Regions from separate parts of the Mus musculus genome. Here all the other regions are linked to region 1. The links are chromatin contacts, called in public HiChIP or PLAC-seq and promoter capture Hi-C maps. All regions are on one chromosome and are shown on one strand. Each heading gives the region's core, a stretch centred on a gene start, on an enhancer-like site or on the middle of the called end of the contact. The rest is flanking DNA. Distances are from core to core; before and after follow the strand shown.

The links. Promoter capture Hi-C pulls out the DNA fragments that hold promoters and counts their contacts. HiChIP or PLAC-seq counts read pairs in DNA pulled down with a chosen protein or histone mark.
Region 2: a promoter capture Hi-C map of cranial neural crest shows a contact between it and region 1. The contact joins the promoter of Mdfi here to the enhancer-like site in region 1. A contact is called at or near these places in 2 of 39 promoter capture datasets (cranial neural crest and embryonic stem cells), 3 of 115 datasets of contacts at active chromatin or transcription factors (embryonic stem cells, epiblast stem cells and pancreatic cancer cells) and 2 of 9 other capture datasets (adipose tissue and liver).
Region 3: a contact with region 1 is called in a CTCF HiChIP or PLAC-seq map of CD8 T cells, with 10 read pairs. The contact joins the promoter of 1700122O11Rik here to the enhancer-like site in region 1. A contact is called at or near these places in 3 of 15 datasets of contacts at CTCF or cohesin (CD8 T cells, the NIH/3T3 cell line and stem cell-derived epiblast-like cells), 10 of 484 Hi-C or Micro-C datasets (B cells, DN2 thymocytes, the G1E-ER4 cell line and 6 more), 21 of 115 datasets of contacts at active chromatin or transcription factors (the 230-238 cell line, CD8 T cells, the SCID.adh cell line and 15 more) and 5 of 9 other capture datasets (adipose tissue, embryonic stem cells, embryonic tail and 2 more).

The regions. Positions count from the first base shown.
Region 1 is chr17:47,942,011-47,944,564 of GRCm38.p6, reverse strand. No RefSeq gene overlaps it. Among named protein-coding and RNA genes, the nearest start is that of Gm46601, 16 kb to the right of the region's middle. Within about 2 kb of position 1,289, at least 75 of the 459 cell types and tissues checked have an H3K27ac peak or open chromatin away from gene starts, as enhancers often do. A contact at or near this core is called in the 230-238 cell line, B cells, CD8 T cells and 6 more, where this site is marked.
Region 2 is chr17:47,832,003-47,834,556 of GRCm38.p6, reverse strand. Mdfi (MyoD family inhibitor) reads left to right here and starts at 1,266. Exons shown (of 4, transcript NM_001276390.1): 1 at 1,266-1,613. The coding sequence starts at 1,538.
Region 3 is chr17:48,037,013-48,039,566 of GRCm38.p6, reverse strand. It overlaps 1700122O11Rik (RIKEN cDNA 1700122O11 gene), which reads left to right and starts at 1,274. Exons shown (of 3, transcript NM_029689.1): 1 at 1,274-1,353; 2 at 1,999-2,152; 3 at 2,286-2,554. The coding sequence starts at 1,296.

The sequences.
Region 1 (2,554 bases), core at 40-2,539:
AAAATCCCTGTCACCCCACCCTGGGTAAAGCAAGCTCAGGCCGTAGCCTACACGCTCTGGAGGCTGGTGAGCAGACAGCTGTGTGCTGATTCCTTTTGGTCAGTGTGCCCACCTTTGGGGAGGGCTAAATGGGTGTTTCCCAGATTACCCACAGCTCACATTTCCAAACCTTCTAACCTCGTATAGATTCCCATCAGTCTAGCACAGTGAGGTAGGCCAGTCTTACCAAGTGGATGCCGCAGGGAGAAAGAGGCCGCAGGACAGGCAGGGTCCTGGCAGCCATGGCTAGTTGAGCAGACAGAGCGAGCTCTTCCCCATCTTCACATCTGGGAAATCCGTGCTGAGGAACCTCACTGAGATCCCCAGCACTCAAAGTGAACCAGGCTAGGGATCTATCCTTATTACTTCTTTAAAACAAGATTTCTTTTTCTCTACATTTGTCTGTTTGCTTGCTTGCTTGAGCTGGTTTTTCGAGACAGGGTTTCTCTGGTGTAGCCTTGGCAATCCTGGAACTCACTCTGTAGACCAGGCTGGCCTTGAACTCACAGAGATCCTCCTTCCTCTGTCTCTGCCTCTGCCTCTGAGTGCTGGGATTAAAAGGCAGGAGCCATCATGGTGTGTGTGCATCATCTGCCTATGGGCATGTGCACATGAATGCAAGTGCCCACAGAGGCCAGTGGTGCTCAGTTCCATGGAGCTAGCTATAGGCAGTTGTAAACCACCCTACTTGGGTGCTGGGAACCAAACTCAGACCCTCTGGAAGCACAGAAAGTGCTCTTCCCGCTAAGCTGTTTCTCTTGAGATTGAATTCTTCCTGCATCCTTCCCTGTGACAGGTGCAGGCTGCCTACAAAGCTCCATTTCCAACTGGCTCTTTTCTCGGAGCCCCAGGTTTTAGCTGTCTGGCTCTTAAAGCAAGCCCATCTGTTTGGGAAGTTTCAGGGGTGGCTGGGAGGGGCCCTAACCAGGCAGATTCCTTCCCCCAAAAAATTGCAGTAGAAGATCCCCTGTTATCAGGCAGTCCCAAGCCCGGGTGTGAATCCAGGGTGGGAGGCAGTACAGTGAGATCTTGTCAAGAGACAAGGCATCATAAGAGGATTCTGAAAGCCAGATTCTGAAACTCCCATGGGTGTGAGACCAGAAACCCAAACCCTGGCCTTCTACCCCACCCCTTAAGCCACTGTCCGGAAAAAATAAACTATTTCCTGCGATCACCTCCGAACCAGAGCCTGTGAGTCCGCTGTGACACATGTTACATAAATAGAAGCCACAGAGGGGAAAAGCCTGTTTTCTCTTTCATTATTTATCACTCTCTAACCATCTCCAGCTGGGTGAGTAAACAGGCCCATTGGCCCATAATGAGGAACAGACTGCTGCCGTGGGGCTGCTGGAGGGGATAGGTGCGTGAGTGTGTGTGTGTGTGTGTGTGTGTGTGTGTGTGTGTGTGTGTGTGTGTGTGTGTGTGTTAGAGAGGCTAGGTCTCCTGTGGGTGCACATGTGTTGTATGTGTATGTTAATGTTTGTGTGTGTTGGAGAGTCTAGATCTTGTGTGTGTGTGTGTATGTGTGCATGTGTGTATGTGCATGTGTACATGTGTAAGTATGTGTATGTTAGAGAAGCTATATTGTGTGTGTTAATGGTTGTGTGTGTGTGATAGAGAGGCTTGGTCTCGTGTGTGTGTGTGTGTGTGTGTGTGTGTGTGTGTGTGTGTGTGTGTTGTTAGAAAGAGAATATGTCTGCTACTTATGAAGTCAGAGGATGGAGAGGTGAAGAAGGATCTCTGAGAGAGGAAAGCCGTTGTATAAGGGAGTACCTGATTCTAGAAGGCAAAGGGGCATCCTCTGGTGGCCCTTCTAGGACAGGACAGAGCTGCCAGGTTCAGGTCTGGTGGGAGGCAGGGGATGCTGGAGCAGAAGGGAGGAGTGAGAAGGAGAAGGAATGGGAAGGGATGTGAGACCAGAAGCCTAGTCTAAGGCTGCAAGCCTCTAGGGCTCCAAGCGTGACCTCCACCAGGGTGGCCTCTGAGTGTGGCCACCGCTGAGTGCATGGTGTGGAGCACAGAGCAAGAAGGCCTGTGCTGAACTATATGAGACCATGGAGATGTGAGGTCCTGGTCGAGTATTGCAGTATTTGTGACCTGGGAATATGGGTGTGTATAGATAGATAGCTGTCACTGTGGGAGAATATGTCTGCGTCTGCATACAGACTTTATGGCCAGGGGTAATGTTAGAAACTGAATATTATTCCTCTCTCAGACCATCGTATGTGTGTGTATGTGTGTGTGTGTGTGTGTGTGTGTGTGTGGCATGCAAACAGCCAGCACCTTGGAATATGACCTTCTCTGATGACCGGATGTTAGTAAATGTAAACAGAAAAGAGGAATTGGAACTAGAACTGGAGTTGGGTGGCCCTAAGGTGTTAGGAGTTGTGTTCAAAATTGTTCCTATGAAGGCAGCATGTGGAAGAGAGTGTTCTGCAACTGAAGGGGAAATTGGAGGGATGGATCTGCTAGGCAAGAAGCATCCAGAGGCCCCTGACGCTTGAAGAGAAGATCC
Region 2 (2,554 bases), core at 17-2,516, 110 kb after region 1:
GAGTGCTCCCAAACTCTGCGACGCCCCCAGACAGCAGCCTGACCTCCGAGGCTCTAGGGCGCCAAGTCTCCCGCAGCGAGCATCTAGACGTCCAGGGCGGGACTCCCTCCCGTCCCACTTTCCCCCCAGCGCAGCCACCCCTGCCTATCCCCGGAACGTGGCCGAGGGCGGTGAGAGAGCTGCGGGCGCCGTGGGGGCCACGCGGGTCCCGGCCCCGACGGCGCCCAGAAGACCTACAAGAGCTGTAAGTAGTGACTTCGAGGACTGGGAGGCGACCGAGGGGGAGCTCCATCTTTGGCGTCCCAGCTTTCCTCTCGGTTGTAACGCAGGCTGAGAGGAGGTGTCCTGGCGCCGCCGCCTCCCTAATTAGCTCTGGTGGTGTGGACCCAGACGCCGCCGGGCTTGGAGGCAGCTCAGGTCCAGTGTGAGTCCCAGAGGGACTTCTCACCTGAGAATCACCTCCACGGACCTGCCAAGCCCCACCTGGCTGCCTACAAGCTCCTGGGGTCACTCTGAGGGTCTCCGAGCCCCCCCCCCACTTTTTGGTGACAGTTCCTCCGCACAGCCAGAGCTTACCATACCAGCCGGATCAACAGACTGGCCTCTCCTCAATTCCTTCTACACTCACCCTCGTGTGAGAAAGTTGGAGTGACAGCCTGGTGATGGGCAGTCTGTCTAAAATGAATTCCCGTGTCCAACTGGCACTGGCGGGGATGGCGGGCCTTGGGGGTGTTTTTGGCTGCTATGGGACCAGGAGGCTGATGCGACACCAGCCCAGCTTCCCGGAGAGCCAGTTTCTGACGGACTGAGCCCCTAACTCCAGGCACCCAGCTCCGAAATGGAAATCCAGGACTTGAACAAAGGGCACCAAAAGAACTAGATTGCTCTGATCTTCGGGACAACGCGATTTGAGGGCTACTACTATTCAGACCATTGTCCCAGGATGATTGTGACTTCTTTCTTTTGATATTCTGGAAACTTTTACAAAGTTTAAGACCGAAGGAAAACATGCGGCCCCTTGTGCAAGCCGCGAGGTTCTCCCGGCCCTGGGTAGGCGGAGATCTGGGGAGACTGGAGATCCTGGCTCTGAGCGAGGGGAGGAAACCAGACGAGCTGGCTTCCTGTGGGGGCTCAGGCCTCGGACGCCCCGCGGACAGACGTGTCCTGCCCTGGCAGCAGCGAGTCCCGCACGGGGGAGGGGACGCCTGAGGGGGGCTGAGACAGCGAGGAGGGGGCGGGGACGGGGTGGGCCAGGGAAGAGGGGAGGAGCGAGGGGGCTGGAACGAGAGAAGGAAGAAGGAAGGGGCGATCGGTGGGTGCGAGCTGGCGCTGGAATGGGAGCCAAGAGCGAGTGAGCGGGGAGGGGGCGCGGGCGACACCCAGGTGTCGCATGGCGGGGTCCACGAGGTGACCTGCCTAGGCCAGCAGCGCGCAGCTTGCACGAGTATGCGCTAGGGCACCCACTCCGTTTCCCCACGCACACGCGAGGGAGGCCTGCCCCGCCCGCTGAGCGCTGTTTTCTCCAGGTCCCAGGCCGATGTCCCAGGTGAGCGGTCAGTGCCCTTCTCGCTGCGACGCGCCTCATGGAGTCCCCAGCGCTGCCCTGGACCCAGGTAGGAGCGGGAATGGAGATCGAAGGTTAGACCAGAGTGGTGTGGAGGCTGAGAGAAGTTTTGGGGGTGGGGTTGTTGGTCCTCTTGGAGACGTACAGGCGGATGGCTCCCAGGAGCTTGGGTGGGGGTGGGGATGGGAAGTCTCAGTATTGGGGACCAGGTCCAAGGGGATAAGAGGGGAGTAGAGGGCTAGGGTGAGGAGGCAGGGCCCGGAGCAGGCGGCCATGGCTGTGCAGAGTTGGCTCCAACTCCCCCTAGCCCCAGCTACACACACACACACACACACACACACACACACACACACACACTCCGTGATGTCTGCGATGTCTGCCCATAATATTGGGATTTGTGGCCGAACCATTTCTGCCCAGTGTGTAAATATTTATGAGGGCCTTAGGCGGGGTGTGTGGCAGGGAGGGGGGGGCAGTGTCTGAGTCTCTCTTCTTCCCTTCCCCCAAACTAAGCAGAATGTAGCTGGAGCGCTCTTTGAAAACTTTTGTCTCAGCAACTAGTGGTTAGGAACCTGGCCCCTTCTCTCCTTCTTGCTAGCTGAAATTCCCTCCCGTCAGTCCCTACCCTACCCTATATGGGACTCACGCTGGCACACACACACACACACACACACACACACACACACACAATCTACAACGTAGTAAAATGTCCCTTCCCCCACCTCAGAGGCTAAACTACCCTGATTGCCCCAGGAGCCTACAGACTAAGGAAGAGAGTGTGGTTCCCTGGGGGCACCTCTGCCAATTTAGCCTTCCAACCCCCGGCCCTCACAGTCTAGAGTTTCCTAGAGGCTCATATGGACATCCAGATTCGTTCAGAGTCAGAGTGGCCAGGGTGCAGAGGTGTAGGCCCAGGTTTCCTGACTTAAGCCCCTATTTGGGCTCAGTCAGAGGCCCTGCCTTCCTCCCACCAAAACCAACCTCTCCTTT
Region 3 (2,554 bases), core at 25-2,524, 95 kb before region 1:
TACTGAGAGGGAAAATTACTCACGTGGGAGGGAGGGATTGTTTTTAAGTAGAGGCAGATGGTAGAGAGGTGGGACTCGAAGGAAAGTGCACAACACTTTGTGGCCGGCAATATGTATTATTTGCAATATCTGGGGTCCTACTGTGTGCCAGCCACTCCTTTTCTCTTGCACCATCTACTCTCTCTGCATGAGCTGGAGAGATGGGAACCAACTTGCGTTCCACTTTGCAGATGAAGATAATGGGGCTCTAGGAGATGGAGATGCTTGCCCAGGGTAGCCAGTAAGGAAATCCCAAGCGTTCACTTCACACTTACCTGCAGGCTTCCTTCTTCAGCCTGGATTGTGTTCCTCGGCCTTCTAGGTCATCAAACCCTAGCCCTTTCTTCTCTAAGATTCCCTAGACAGGCAGGCCAGCTGTTGTGCTGGACTTGATCTCTTTACTCTAGCCAATAAAAACAAGGAAGAGAGACAAGAGCCACGAAGGGACACTTGGTATACCCATCCCCTTGCATACTCCCAAGACAACCACACACCTTAAAGTTCCACAGCAGGAACAGAAAGAAGACTGTGAGGTTCCAGGTCAGGGGCATTTCAGCACCAACTGGAGGGCAGAGAGATCTTGCCAGTTCTTCACGTTCCTGCTCAGAAATTAGCCTAAGCTTAGGACTCCAGCTATACTACTGTAGAAATTTAGGCTCTCCATGCCCGCTATTCCAGTATTCAGGGGGCTGAGACTGGAGGATAATGAGTTTGAAACCAGCCTGGGCTAACCAAGAGACTTGTCAAAAGCAAGAACAAAATACCCACATCAGATTCTCCTTCTCCAGTCAAATGTAGTGAGCATCGAAGTTTATCATCAATGTCTAGAAACACTCTCAAGGTCAGGCACAAGGGTATCTGCCCACATACTAATCTTTGAAGGTGGAGACAAACAGGTCGGAAGTAGCAGACTAACTTGGACTACATCATGAGATCTTGTCTCAAAACCAGTCAGGCATTGCTGGTGCTACCTTTAATCCCAGCAGCACCTGACTCTTCAGAGGAGAGGGGTCCCCAGCTGAACTGTGGGCTCTGTGGTATCTCATCCATTCCACAGAGGAGCTGGGGAAATGGAAGGAGAGTTAACATCCCAGAGACCCTAAGGAGCTAGATTTGGTAAAGACATGATGGCTCCTTTGGACTTATGGCTCACAAGGATGATGTCACAATAGGTTTGGAGGTGTGGCTCCTCCCTTTAAGCTAAGATAAAGAAGTTCTTGCTCACATTCCCTTCCCTTCTACTCCGAGTGGATAGGATGGAGTGGCATGGGCATGTCCCGTGGCCTGTCAGCCACTGGCCAAGTGACTTTGGAGGTCTGTCTCATGGACAGACATGAGCAGAAATAATCTCAACCCCAAATCTATACAGAAGTACTGGTTAGAAGTGTGTGTGCGTGCGTGTGTGCGTGTTCCTGTGCATGTGTGTGTGTGTGTGTTCAAGGAAGAAAGCCCCACTATGGCTTAGTAAGGCTCTCTGTAAGCGTCCCTGACGTGCCAGGTACAAACAAAGGTAATGGTAGCCATCGGAGGAGAGAGGGACTGAGGGGACTGATTCAAAGCATCTGTCAAAGTGATGAATGGTCCAGGCTTGGGCCTTGAGTCACCTAACTGGTAGAGTTTTTGTCAGGCAGAGGGGACTGAGAGCCAGGTGTAGCCTCACAAATCTGTGATCCAGCACTTGGAAGACTGCATCAGTCAGGGGAATTGAGAGTTTGAAGCCAGCTTGGACTACATAGTGAGACACTGCCTCAGAAAAAAAAAAAAAGCTAGGGGGGTTTGTCACTATATTCTAAGTGGCAAGATTGCCATCCAAATAGTCCAGCGTTGGTAGGCCTAAGGCCTAAATCTGGGGTGAGAGTGTGAGCTAGGGAAGGAATTTGGTTCTTCCCCAACCCTGAATCTGTCAATCCTGGATTCTCTTGATATGAGGTTCCTACCATCCCCCCCCCTTTTTTTAAGAGGAAAGATGGGTGAATTCTATCTTCAGTCCTATGTCCAAGATCTCATCATTGGAAGATATTTGGAACAAAATAAAACTTGAGGAAGAGGAGGAAGAAGAAGAAACAGGGAAGGAGAATGTAGACCAAGAGCAAGAGAAAGAAGAACAAAACAGGTGTGTTGAGACACAGCGCCTTCCTTCTTCCTCCTGTCCCTCCCGGCTCTGGAGAGCCTCACTCTATGACCATATCGGTCCGCTGCCCCTCTATCTCCACTCCCTGACTCCACTCTTCCTTCCTTTTGCTCAGGATCAAGGCCCTTCTTGGAGTACCCAAGCAGAACTCAGTGTGGGGCCTGATGGCTTGGCCCAGGCCCTCCCCAGAGCAAGCCCAGTGGTGGGAAGATTTCTCCCTGCCCTCACTCCGTGGAACCTGCCTCTGCGGCTGCAGATTGAGCTCAAAGATGAGGCTCCACCCCCTACCCTCCATGACTTCCTGCCCCACCCCTAAAACCTTGCCCTCATTGGGATCTAGAGAAGAGTCTAGCTGGCTAAGAAACCAGCCTCTGATGGAGCCTC